Linked DNA regions of Sus scrofa: region 1 is linked to region 2. A link is a contact called in public HiChIP or PLAC-seq data. All regions are on one chromosome and are shown on one strand. The core of a region is the stretch at or near the end of the contact, and the rest is flanking DNA. Distances in the headings are between cores, read along the strand shown. Region 1 has its middle 19 kb from the start of FAM174B. Region 2 holds the start of CHD2 (chromodomain-helicase-DNA-binding protein 2).

Evidence for each region. HiChIP or PLAC-seq counts read pairs in DNA pulled down with a chosen protein or histone mark.
Region 1: a contact with region 2 is called in an H3K27ac HiChIP or PLAC-seq map of skeletal muscle. The contact joins the enhancer-like site here to the promoter of CHD2 in region 2. A contact is called at or near these places in 2 of 5 promoter capture datasets (fetal liver and fetal skeletal muscle), 9 of 47 Hi-C or Micro-C datasets (alveolar macrophages, blood, embryonic fibroblasts and 4 more) and 2 of 2 datasets of contacts at active chromatin or transcription factors (alveolar macrophages and skeletal muscle).

What each region holds. Positions count from the first base shown.
Region 1 is chr7:86,159,041-86,166,037 of Sscrofa11.1, forward strand. No RefSeq gene overlaps it. Among named protein-coding and RNA genes, the nearest start is that of FAM174B, 19 kb to the right of the region's middle. Within about 2 kb of position 4,886, at least 71 of the 83 cell types and tissues checked have an H3K27ac peak or open chromatin away from gene starts, as enhancers often do. A contact at or near this core is called in alveolar macrophages, embryonic fibroblasts, fetal liver and 3 more, where this site is marked.
Region 2 is chr7:86,105,425-86,111,929 of Sscrofa11.1, forward strand. CHD2 (chromodomain-helicase-DNA-binding protein 2) reads right to left here and starts at 2,462. Exons shown (of 38, transcript XM_021099370.1): 1 at 1,857-2,462. It overlaps LOC100152407 (a long non-coding RNA gene), which reads right to left. Exons shown (of 5, transcript NR_033705.1): 5 at 4,542-4,907.

The DNA.
Region 1 (6,997 bases), core at 3,636-6,135, 56 kb after region 2:
AACATTAAAGATCTCACAGGGGCCTACGCATATTGCAACAAAAACACAAGCAGATTCATCGTGCTGGCTTGGCAGAGCTTCAGATTAGAAGCAACCTAAACCCTCTAGCTGGATGAATTATTACTCAGCCCTACAACAGGGATCTGTGCAGTCTCTTTAAAAAAGCTAGAGAGTGCTTTAGATATTGATAAGGAGTGATTTCCAAGCTATGTTGAGCATTAGAAATAAAAAGGAAGAGGAGTTCCTGTCGTGGCTCAGTGGTTAACGAATCTGACTAGGAACCATGAGGTTGCTGGTTCGATCCCTGGCCTCGCTCAGTGGGTTGAGGATCCAGCATTGCCGTGAGCTGTGGTGTAGGTTGCAGATTCGGCTCAGATCCCGCCTTGCTGTGGCTCTGGCGTAGGCTGGAGGCTACGGCTCTGATTCGACCCCTAGCCTGGGAACTTCTATATACTGCGGATGTGGCCCTAAAAAGACAAAACAAACAAACAAACCAAAACACAGACTCTCAAGGCATCAGAACCATAGTATTCAAGTTGCTCAAGTGAGTCCCAGGCAATGAAGTCCACACTGGGCTGGAGGGTGGGAGACCAGGTCACATCACAGTGAGGACCTGCTGGGAGGACCCCAGGAGCTTGCAGCAGGATCCACTCTGGGAAGCACCCCCCCCACACACCAGTTGTGCCCCAGGACAGATTCTCTTGAGCATCTGCAGCTCTAATTTCTGATTTACAGGCAACTGGTTTGGTAAGAAGGGAAGAAAAGAAGGAGGGGCAAACAAGCAAGGCTGGTTTGGAGTGGAAGATGTGGCTATGTCAGGTCCCCGTCGGTATTTCCAGGGCCTTTGGCAAAGTTCTCAGTGGTTAGTTGAGGCGGGGTCTCTCACACTCCCTAGGACTCTGACTCCTGGGGACACTGGATCCCGGACTTTGATAACAAACCACCTGGGCTTCCCATCCTGGCTCTGCCACTGACTGGCTGTGGGACTTGGGACATGATAATTTTTATTTTTTTTAATTTATTTTTATTTTTATTTAATTTATTTTCTGCCACACCAGCAGCATGTGGAACTTCCCAGGCCAGGGATCAAACCCACACCACAGCAGAAACCCAAGCTGCTGCAGTGACAAGGCCAGACCTTAACCCATTGCACCATAGGGGAACTCCTACTTTTTAAATTATTTTTTGGTGATAAATTCTCTAAGCCTCAGCGTTTTTGTTCAAGAATGAAGAGGGAGGGTGGAGCTGGGAAAAGAAAAATGCTACTAAAGATGTCATAAATTTGTTGTTAAAATTTTGTCCTTAAAAAAAAAGTAAACTTTCCATAAATGTTGCCTAGCTGAGTAAGATCATGGCCTCTGGAGCCAGAGTGCCTGGATTTAAATCATAGCTATACCACTTTTTAGTTTTGAGACTTTGGGAAAGTTATTTAATCTCTGTGCCTAAGTTTACTCATCTATAAAATGGATAGAATAATTGCAACTATATCATAGGGCTTCTGAGATGTAAATAAGTTAACACTTGTAAAATGCTGATAATAGTGCCTCGTATATAATGGTTTTTGAGCTGGATAAGGTCTTAACCCAATTTTTTGTTTTGAATAATGAGGAACTCCAGGGGGTGACTGGCCCAAGAGGGGACTATTGATTAACAACAGAGCCAGGAATAAAACTCCATCTCCCAACTCCCAACCTAGAACATTTTCCACTGTTTAGGACAGGATGTTTTCTTACAACCTGGTATAAAATTTGAAAGAAATGAGGAGAAATCCGTTCTGGATCCAAAAAAAAGATACTGGGTTCACATTCAGTGTGTGGCCATAGCCAGATTTCCTGAGCTCTTCCTTAGGAATAAGATGAGGATAATAACCTGTACCTTGTAGTGCTGTTGTGGTAAGTGAGCCTCTACATGTAAAATGCAGGCACAGAGCATTTCTCTCTCTCTCTCTCTTTTTTTTTTTTTTTTTTTTTTTTTTTAGGGCCGCCTCTGCGATGTATGGAAGCTCTCAGGCTAGGGGTTGAATAAGAGCTGTAACTTCTGGCCTCCGCCACAGCCACAGCAATGCAGGCTCTGTGCTGTGTCTGGGATTGACACCACAGCTCATGGCAATGCCAGATCCTTAACCCACAGAGCAAGGCCAGGGATCGAACCCACATCCTCATGGATACTAGTGGGGTTCATTATCCCTGAGCCACCATTGTAACTCCCGCACAGAGCATTTCTCTAAAAATATACTGATGATGTTGTTAGGCCCGGGAGTATCACATCTGTGGCTAGACCACTTTCATTCCTCACTCTTTCAGGGACTTGCAAACTACCTAGACAAATGTCCCATGTGGGTAATTATTAACAATAGAGGTTCATTTTGGTAGCAATTATTTTGAAAACAAACTGGAACATAGTATAAGCTGTCCAATATGAGGGACAGCGACGAGTTGGTTTTATGACATGTGACTATGAAATATCATGGTTTCTAAGCTGGGTAATAATATTTCTGATAGAAAGTAGGTGTGGCATTGCCAGGAAATGCAAATAATGTCACAAGGAGAAACAACCTCACACCCACTGGAAGACTTCGACAACAGATATCAGGTGTTACTAAAGACGGAGTCCTCATGCACTGCTGGCAGGAGTACTGAATGCTGCTAAAATGACTGGAAAATTGTTTGGTATTTTCTTACAAAGTTCACCATAATCTTATATGTTAGTTACCTATTACTGTGTAACAAATCACCCTGAAATTTAGTGGCTTAAAAGAGCATTAACTCTTTTTAAAATCTCTCATGGTTTCGATGGGTCAGAAATTGAGACATGGTGCGGTTGGCTTGGCTCCACCATGTCTGGGCACAGCTGGACTGAAGGTTGGGGCAGGAGCACCTGTGAGCTGGTTCACTCTCACATTTGGTAGATGATGTTGGTGTTGGCTGGGGGCTGTTTTCTGGAACACCTCCACAAGTCTACTCCATGTGGCCTGGGCTTCCCCACTACATTATTCCTGGGTTAGGGCAAGCCTCCTGAGAGAGCAGAAGGAAAAAGGGAAGGGGAGAGAGAGATTCCTGAAACCAGAGATCATAGCTAACCCAATTTTTATATCTTCACTGACAGCTTCAACCTGATAAACCACGTTGTAACTTAAGTGATTATTTCAAAATGAGTGTTAGCCTAGGGGATGGTTGATTTTATGTGTCAGCTTGGCTACAGTGCCCCCTTATGTGGTCAAATATTATTCTGGTTGTTTCCGTGAGGATTTTTTTTTTTTTTTTTTTTTTTTGTCTTTTCTAGGGCTGTACCCATGGCATATGAAGGATCCCAGGCTAGGGGTCTAATTGGAGCTATAGCCACTGGTCTATGCCAGAGCCACAGCAACGCAGGATCTGAGCCGCATCTGCAACCTACACCACAGCTCATGGCAATGCCGAATCCGTAACCCACTGAGCGAGGCCAGGGATCGAACCTGCAACCTCATGGTTCCTAGTCGGATTCATCAACCACTGAGCCACAACAGGAACTCCTGTGAGGATATTTTTGGATGAGATTAACATTTAAATTGGTGAACTTTGAATAAAGCAAATCCCCTCCATAAAGTGGGTGGGCCTCACCCAATCAGTTGAAGGCTTGACTAGAACAAAGACTGACCTCCTCTGAGCAAGAGGGAATTCTGCCTGCTGACTTCTCTTAGACTTGCACTGCAACACTGGCTCTTCCTGGGTCTCCAGCCTGTCAGTTCACCCAGCAGATTTTGGACTTGACCACTTCCATTGTCACAGGCACCAGTTCCTGAAAATCATCCTCTCTCTCTTTCTCTCCTATTGGCTCTATTTCTCTGGAGAATTGTAACTAATACAACCTGGCTTCTTAGCATCACCAAACCTATGAGCTTCTTGTCCAGAAGTTTTTGCCCTTGGTTCATAACTGCAAATGGGATTTTCAATTAAACTATTTCCCATGCTACTTCTTACTAGTAGACAGTGTGCCCCTGATACACAGCATTTTCATAGTGGCTGAAAAACCTCGTAGCAAGGTGACAGTTTTCAGTGGTTTTCTGAGGAGGACGTGAACAGGAGCCATTACATGGCTCGTCAGTAATCTGTTGCAAAGAAGCTGTGCTCATCAGCGCAGAAGTAAACCTTTCATTACTGGAAAATGTGAATCAACTCAAGTGAAACAGGGTTCTGTCAGCCTATAAAACTCAATTATGTTTTTAACTCCATAAATTTGTCTCAGTAAAGACGATTGAAAAATACCTAACTTCCAGTTTGAATCGACAGAAAATTAATGGCCAGAATGTAAACATGTAGAATATGTTCAGAAATTATCTGCGTTTTATTTCATCTCTAAAGAATGTCTTCCACAAGGGTGTCTGCTTAAAATTTTTGTGTCAGCTCTGCACCAGAGTCGCTCAGTTTCCTCTTAGATAACAAACCCCAGATAATACTAAACTTTCAGAGTAAGAACACGCCCCAAAGAAGAGAAAATAGAGTGAGGAGAAAAATCAGTTCGCAGCTTAAGGTTTTCACCCTTGGGGAGTTAAGAAAATCACTTCAGCCTGAGGACAAAAGCTCCCTTGTTTAAAGGCTTCCCCAGCTGCACTTCAACTAAATATATCCTAAGCAGAGTGTTTTCATTTCTCCACCCCTCTCCTGGAGCCAATCACATGGTGACAAACAGCTCAGAGGCCCTCCTGGGACTGACACTGCAGAGGTAGTGCCTTGGTTACCGGGCTTGGCCTTCCTTCCCAGCTCAGGCCCTGTGCCCTGCTTCCCCAGAGGCTGGGGGGCTGGGGGGCTGGGGGGGGTGGGGCGGGGGGTGGCGGGCCAGAGAGGAGGCCTGAAGGGGTTAACTCTGCGGCGGCGGCAGCCTGTCTGGAATTCATGCACCACCTGGGCTGACAGCATGAATGACTCATTGTTTCCCCTCAGAACAGTCTGAGGAGTGCTCCTCTGTGTCAATAACTGAGGCAGAGGAAAACTGTTTTTTCCCTTTCGCCATAACCAATTTTCTAAAACTGAATATGGAACTGGAAATCTGCGGCAACGGTAGCCAAGGTTACTGCTTTGAGTTGGTCTCTGGGGACAAGGGATTTAAATGTACTGTCCACAAACAGAAGAGGCCTAAAACCAGGGGGCCTTCTATTTACAGCCTGTGCGAGGGCCTATAAAACGAAGCAAACTTAGTTTAAACCTCTAGTCTGTCTTAACCTGTGGCCTGGCTGTATACAATACTAGATTTTACCTTACCCGTGATTTGTATAAATGGTAATTTTGACTGGTTATTTCCCATGGCTAAATTTAAGGCTCATAGGCTTCCATCCTTAGTTCTAAAGCAATGTATTAATCATCATGTCCCCCCTCATATTTTCATGTACAGAGCCCTTCCTTCATGTTAGCTAGTTTAACCCTCCATGGGAGATTGTCCTAGACTGTAGTTTTTATTTTTTTAAATTTTTTTTATTTTTATTTTTTGGTTTTAGGGCCGCACTTGCAGCGTATGGAGGTTCCCAGGCAAGGGGTTGAACTGGAGCTACAGCTGCCAGCCTACACCACAGCCACAGCAACACCAGATCCTTAATGCACTGAGCAAGGCCAGGGATCGAACCTGCAACCTCATGGTTCCTCGTTGGATTCGTTTCCACTGCGCCACTACGGGCACTCCTAGACTGTGGGATCTTTCACCTTTTTTTTTTTTTTCGGCTGTGCCTACAGCAAGTGGATGTTCCCAGGCCATGGATCAAACCCAGGCCACAGCAATGACCTAAGCCACAGCAGTGACAATGCTGGGTCCTTAAACCTACCGCACCACAAAGGAACTACATCTCTTGCCTTTCATGGGACATCTCAGTCCAAAAACTAGAGAGGCAGGCCTCACATTTGACCATGTTTCTGCAAGTGTGCCAGAGATAACAGATTTTTGAACTCTTGTTGCTTTGGCCTCTTTTACTCACCTACATGTCTACGTGTTTAAAGATTTCAAGTTATTCTGACTTGGAATAAGGATGATGACAGTTGATATTGAAGAAAAAAAGATTATGGGGAGTTCCCGTTGTGGCACAGTGGAAAGGAATCCGACTAGTATCCATGAGGATGCAGGTTACATCCCTGGCCTCACTCAGTGGGTTGGGGATCCAGCGTTGCTGTGAGCTGTGGTGTAGGTCGAAGACACGGCTCTGATCTGGTGTTGCTTCGGCCATTGTTTAAGCCAGCAGCTGTAGCTCCGATCCGACCCATAATCTGGGAACTTCTATATGCCTCAGGTATTAACCCTAAAAAGCAAGAAAAAAAAAAAAAAAAGATTATGGATGGGATTTGGAAATTAAAGACGGTGCTCAATAAAACAGCGGGAAATCCCTTTATGTGAATTGATATCATTTCTTGTGCCCTTTAAATTTCTGCAGTAATAGGGAACTTGTTTGGCTTTGGCTGGTTTCCTGTGATATATGGGGCCACTCTATCCCACAGATGGAAACTGATGTAGATTCTGAATTAGAAAGAATCAAAATCTTGGAGTTCCCGTCGTGGCGCAGTGGTTAACAAATCCGACTAGGAACCATGAGGTTGCGGGTTTGGTCCCTGCCCTTGCTCAGTGGGTTAACGATCCGGCGTTGCTCTGAGCTGTGGTGTAGGTTGCAGACGCAGCTCAGATCTCGCGTTGCTGTGGCTCTGTTGTAGGCCAGTGGCTACAGCTCCGATTCGACCCCTAGCCTGGGAATCTCCATAAGCTGCGAGAGCAGCCCAAAGAAATAGCAAAAAGACAAAAAAAAAAAAAAAAAAAAAAGAAAGAAAGAATCAAAATCTTGGGGTGAACGGATGCAAACTATTGCTCTTGGAATGGATTTACAATGAGATCCTGCTGTGTAGCACTGAGAACTATGTCTAGATACTTACATCGCAATGCGACAACAGGAGGAAAAATTATGCAAACATGTATGTGTAACTTGCTCACCATGCTGTACTGTGGAAAATAAATAAAAGAATCTAAATAACAAAAGATATTTTGCTTT
Region 2 (6,505 bases), core at 1,212-3,711:
TAGGTAATTACAAGGGCAATTCAATTCCAGAGACAGCAATCCAAACAAGTGACAACTCAATTTGCAAAAGAATTTGGAAAGGTATTTTCAAAAGCAAGGGTCAAAATATTTAAAGTCATATAAAACAAAAATTCAACATTTGTAATAAACCATGTTCAAAACTTTCAGATTAACTAAGCTAGGAATAAGGTATATTATTTATATAAAATTATAAAAATAAAAGCAAAATTGGGGAAAAATAAATCATAATTAAATTCATCAGTGCATGATTTAAAATTTGCAACATGACAATTCACAGAACACACTTCATGAATTCATATATACTTTAAAAATTAATATACATATACAACAAAATATCTTTTAGGCCTTTCATACAACAAAATACCTTAGAGATTTTATTACTTAGTCACTAATAAGGTGAATTCCAACAAATGTGAAACAAATCATGATCTGAACAAACAGTACATTTGTAAGCTTCAGAAGATAAAACATTCCAGGCGACTCTGTCGAAATAAATCAATAAATTTAAAGCAGCTACAACTAAAATGTGAGGACAAAATACATCTATCAACCAGAGCATTGTCTGAATATAAGCATACAAATGAAAACCTTAAAGTATTTTAAATATAAAATATACAGTTATAATCACAGTAACAAACACAAAACCTAAATATATTAAGAGTATTCCAGGATCTCTGTGATCACAGGTATGATTTCATAAATGCAGAAACTGTAACCATCGAGAGAGAGTAAAGGTTTTGATAAATCTTATCAAAATTTCCTAAAATGTCAAGAGTATCAAAAGAAATAGAGAGTCAAATAAAAATGTAAACTGAGAGGCATCAGTCAAAGGGTACTTTTTGCAATTTCATTTTAAAATGTACATTTTTTCATTCATATAACTTTCTCAAATGTCTATTTACTATAATTTACTACCACAAGGCTCCTCTATGGCCTTCAGTTACAAGTTTGGGTATCCTAGATTCTTCAAAGAAAAAATTTGCCTTGTATGTAAAATGGTGCAATGCAGCAATGGCTAAACCGACAAGGTCATTTTCCTACAGCACAAAAACCTAAAAACTGAAATTTATTGACAAAAAAACTGTAGTTTACAGGAAAGGCCCCCTTGAATAAAGGTACCTTACCTTTTGACTGCTGTAACAGGCCTTAAGTCACAACTTAACTTTCATAAATTGTTACCAAAAAATTAGGGTGTGGCATATTAGCAATCTCAAGGTCACGCTTTAAAAAACGAATCCAAATTAGTAAAATACTTAAAATAAAACAGACAGCTATCCCTGTCTGTCAAGGTAAACAATGTAAGCTGAGGTTTCCCCAAAAAAAAAAGAAAAAAAGGAAGAAAGTTGATAGCTCATACCTCGATGCATTGCTGTGTAGCGAACTGTCCTCCTCTTGGCTTTTGTCCTTATTTCTCATCATCTTTTAATTCTTAAATATTAAGGGGGAGGGGAAATCTGTGTTTGCTTTGAAGTCCTGTGCCCAGGTATTTACTGTCAAAAGTTGAAAGAAAGGTAAGGTCCCAGCTTCTATCGATGGTTTTTATTATCAGGAACAAAGTCCTGACGATGTAACGATATTGTTATAACACAACAGCGGTAAGCACCAAAAAACAAAACATTTCTGCTTTTTCCTTTAAAAAAAAAAAAAAAACAGGATAAACCGAACAGGGGGAATCATCACTATCAATAAGGAAAGTTTCTCAAAGTAACACACTAGATACAAATAACAATCTCTGTATCTTATTGCGTCATCCAGGAATTTCTCATATTTACAGAATATAAAGCAAACTTAAACATAGAAATCTTCAAAATTATCACTAATGATCATGAACTTACCTGATCCATGTAGTAGGTCCAAAGCAAGAGTCCTATCTAGTAGTAGAAAAATATCAGATCCCAAATTAAAAATAAAAACAAAATTCCCCGTTAAAAAACGAAAAATAAATAAAATAACCCTCAAATATGTTAACTGTTCAGAAAAATAAAGAACAATTAATATTAAAACGGGTCCGGAAGAAAAAAAAACCTCATTAGGAGAGCGCACAAAAATGGAGGTGCGCCATGGCTTCTAAGCTGGAAAAAACAACGACCTGGGCTCTCAGTACGGCTGCTTCTTTCCAACAAGGCACGAAAAGAAAGCTCCCAAAAGCTGCTTTTCTCCCTAAAAAAGGTTCGAATCGACCCCAGTAAGTCACTAGAAGAGGCAGGGGGCTGCGGGGGCCCCCTGAGGCTGCCCGAAAGTTAGGGAAAGTTGCGTAAAGTGAAGCGAAGGCAGGGAGCAGAGCGCGCTCTCTCTAAGGCACAGCCGCCATCTAGAGCCTCCTTCCCAGCTCTGAGAGCTCTGCCTTTGATTGACACTCTCTACATTTACCCCACAACTCAGGTGATGTACCATAGACCCACCCCTTCATCTCCACCAAAAAAAAAAAAAAAAAAAAAAAAAAGAAAGAAAGAAAGATCCTCCATCCCAGGGAGCCTAAGGACCCCTACCCCCACCCCTCCCTGCCCCTCCAGACCACCCCATCAGAGGGAGAGGGGAGGGTTTCTTAACCCCCTCTGGCTCAAGCACCCTTTTTAAGCCAGAGAGAAATGTAATTTGTTCCTTTTGTCTAAAGATCTGCTAAATATTTCAGTCCTTGAGCTAAAATAACTTCCTCTCTGGACAGGAAGTGGTGTTTTATCAAGCCATTTTGAAAGAGGGATAATTCTCAGAGAAAATAAAGCTCAGCTCAAGTACTAATCTTTTTAAAAACTAACCCCACCAAGGGTAAAAATGGTTCCTGGACAAAAGCAAAACCTCAACTTGATATATTAAATTCAAATCTCCCTTCTTTATGAAGCCTAAAAATGATCTAGGGACAAAGTTTAATAGGGAATTTTCCATCCCAAGAAGAAGGAAGGGGTACAACTCAAGAGCGCCTCCCTAGTGTTCAATTGCATTAGGGCAAAAATTAATGCAACAAGATTTTATTCAAGAATCTCAATTTTCATTTGTACTTTCACAAAATTCTTTTAACCCATTATATAACCCTGATAAACTTTACCCCCAAAATTCTCATAACAACAATGATTCAGGAAAAACAATTCAAGAGTATGGAACTACTACGAAAAAACAAACCCAAAAAACTCCACCTCCAAAACCAACACATGTATCTCAACCATTCTCTTGTATTTCAAATCAAATTCTAAGTATTTACCCATTTCAACAACAATAAATTAATAACCAGTCATTTTGATGGAAAGTAATCAAAATAATGTCACAGGGCAAATTCTCCTAAATAAAACCATAACATCTGAAGAAACAAAATTACAAATGACAAAACCAAATTATTCAACACTTTCTCAACAAGCACCCCAAAAAAACACTCACATTCAAAAAACAAATCATCTTTCCATACTCAACATTACAATCTGCCAGAACAATGTCCTTCTCCTCATTGAGAAATCAATTTAGATTTACACCCAACAAAAGCAACAATTTTGCACCTGGGTGATTATAAAATCTATAACCAAAACCTAGCTTCAATTCCATACTTTCTACAAAAGATAATTTTGTATCAAAATCCAAATTTCCACTTTTGATTTATACAAACACCTCAAATCAGCCAATGAGAACAAATACTGTACATGTACTATATATCATCAACATGCATATCCTGGTATTTTACATTAATCACAAACGCAGTATGACGAACACTTCCTCATCAAAAAAAACCCCAACGTTATCACTTGTTCTGTCTATAATGGGAAAATATAATCAACAATTAATTTGGTTTGTCAAAATAAAGCCTACCACATCTCATAACAGTAATTGAAACTGATTTTAGTTGATTATCAATAAATGAAACTGCAGTGTTCACCTAGAACTCAAACATAAGTTATCTATGGCATGGTGTGATTCATTTAATCTAAATTCCTAAATGTATAGAATAAGAAAAATATAATGATTCTATTTTATAAAATATATTGTATACATTACTGCCACCAAAATTTTAAATCCTTTTATGAATACCCTAAGGAAACCTCTCTATAAATCCAACGCCTCTTCACGTAATATTAAGACAAGAGGATTTTGTTTTAATGCTCAGATGTTCTTATTTATAACATTTAAAAAACATAGAAAAGGTACTTTTCCCATCAAAACTCAGAAAAAGACTGTATCATGAATTTTGAAGCAAAAGGCAGTTTGTTTTAAAAGTTCATTGTAATCTCACAGCAAATTAAGTATTCTATTATTACTCATTGGTTAACTTATTTTGCAAGATATTTCAAGAAAGCATGTAACAGTATTTTAACTCAACACTCAACCATCTCTTAAGGCACAAATAAATTTGCACAACTTTGTCAAAAGACAAATCTAAATCAACCAAACAAAACATTTTCCAGCACACCATTTCCATTTTACCAGCTTTATTCAGTATGCTTTACTGCTGGGCAACTATAAAGGTCAAAATGTTATTTAAGGCGACACTGAGAATTTAATGAAATTTCCGCTTTAAAAAAAAAAAGCCCAAACTGAGAAATTTTAAACTGTTAGAAATTTTATTAAAGTTAACATTCCACAAGGTCATTCTCATACAAATCAAACCAAAAAATTCCAGACATACAAACTATCATCTGTTAATGTGTCATCTTTCTTCTCCAAATGTCAAAAATGTTCTTGTTTTTATGATACAAAAAGTCTTTCCAAAGTCAAATCCACTGTCCATTGTGTTGGTTAAGAAACCTATATCTTCATTCATGAAATCCATGTTAAAAGAACCCTGTCTTGGTTGTTATTATCACAGCACTCTTGCATTAGTCCATTTTTCTCATTTCCCATAGTGGACTGCCATCTTGATTTCTCAGTTGTAGGGTCCATTTGAGACTCTTCAAGCTGACTGGGTGCTTGATGAAAACATTAAAAGAAAAAATGCTGTTGGAATAGCAATAATCTTATTCCTTTAAACAGAGAACATCCACCCACCTTGAAGATACTCTAACCATACAAAGCTTTAACAATTTTGTAACAGCTTTAAATTATAAAACTGTATAAAGTTGTATGTGCTGTACAAACTTATCAATGAGAGACATGGGAAAACTGCACACTAGTAACAAAGTCCTTCTACTGTCACAGATACATATGTAACCATAAAAATGTGGCAGTGAAGAGTCAAATTTTTAATAGTTAAATGTAATATTGCTAGACTATATGAGAAATAAAAACAAAAATTCAAATTCAAAAATCCTAGAAAGCTAAATTACACCAACACTATGGATGCTAAATCTCAGTGCAAAAAACTTCCCAAGCTTCTTCAAATAAAACTAATTATGGAAAAGAATCTTAGGATTAAAAAAAAGAAAAAAGAAAAAAACTAAAGCAGTGGATCACAGTGGTTTTCCAATGCAACGGATATTAATTTTGCATAGGTAACACAAATGACCAACATAGATACCATCATCTTTTTTTTTTAATTTTTTTTTTTTTTGGTCTTTTGTCTTTTTGTTGTTGTTGTTGTTGTTGTTGTTGCTATTTCTTGGGCCGCTCCCGCGGCATATGGAGGTTCCCAGGCTAGGGGTTGAATCGGAGCTGTAGCCACCGGCCTACACCAGAGCCACAGCAACGCGGGATCCAAGCCGCGTCTGCAACCTACACCACAGCTCACGGCAACGCCGGATCGTTAACCCACTGAGCAAGGGCAGGGACCGAACCCGCAACCTCATGGTTCCTAGTCGGATTCGTTAACCACTGCGCCACGACGGGAACTCCCATCATCTTTAGCTATATATGAGAATGCAGAAGACATGTAGCTACTAGAATACGAAACCATCAAAAATGCAAAATATCTGCCCGGCTTATTTGGTATTTGCCATGAAATGCTATCAAATTGCAAATTAAATAAAAAAATATTTCCATTGAGAAAACATCAAATGTTCCCCCATTAAAAAAAAAAAAAACAAAAAAACAAAAAAACCCACTACTTAAATAATTTGAAATAAAGGGATTAAGGGAAGCCAGGAGATTTTACTATTAAATAAATAGTTCTGATTCATCATGATAAAACATAAAAGTAAGTATTAACTCTAGTCTTCTCTATAAATTCTGCAGCTCTCAAACTAAATTTGTATGGCTGGTCTGGGTGACTGATTAGAAGGGTATTAAATATAAGGGCATTTTGGAGTCATTTTGGAGTTAAGGATTTGGCAGTTGTCTCTATGGCTGCATGGGTTCGATCCCTGACCTGGTGAAGTGTGTTAAGGATCTGGCATTGCCACAGCTGCAGCTCATATTCAGTCCCTGGCCCAGGAACCTCCATATGCCACAGGTGCAGCCAAAAAAGGGGGGCATCTTGAGCTCATGAGGTAATTAATACCTTGACTCAAACTGTAATTTGGATTTCTAGTCTACAGTAAGTATTTTATATATAAAATACAAAAATCTACTTAGTTATTTGATTAACCAAGAAGACACCACCACTCATTAAACATCAAACAAAAGACATTTC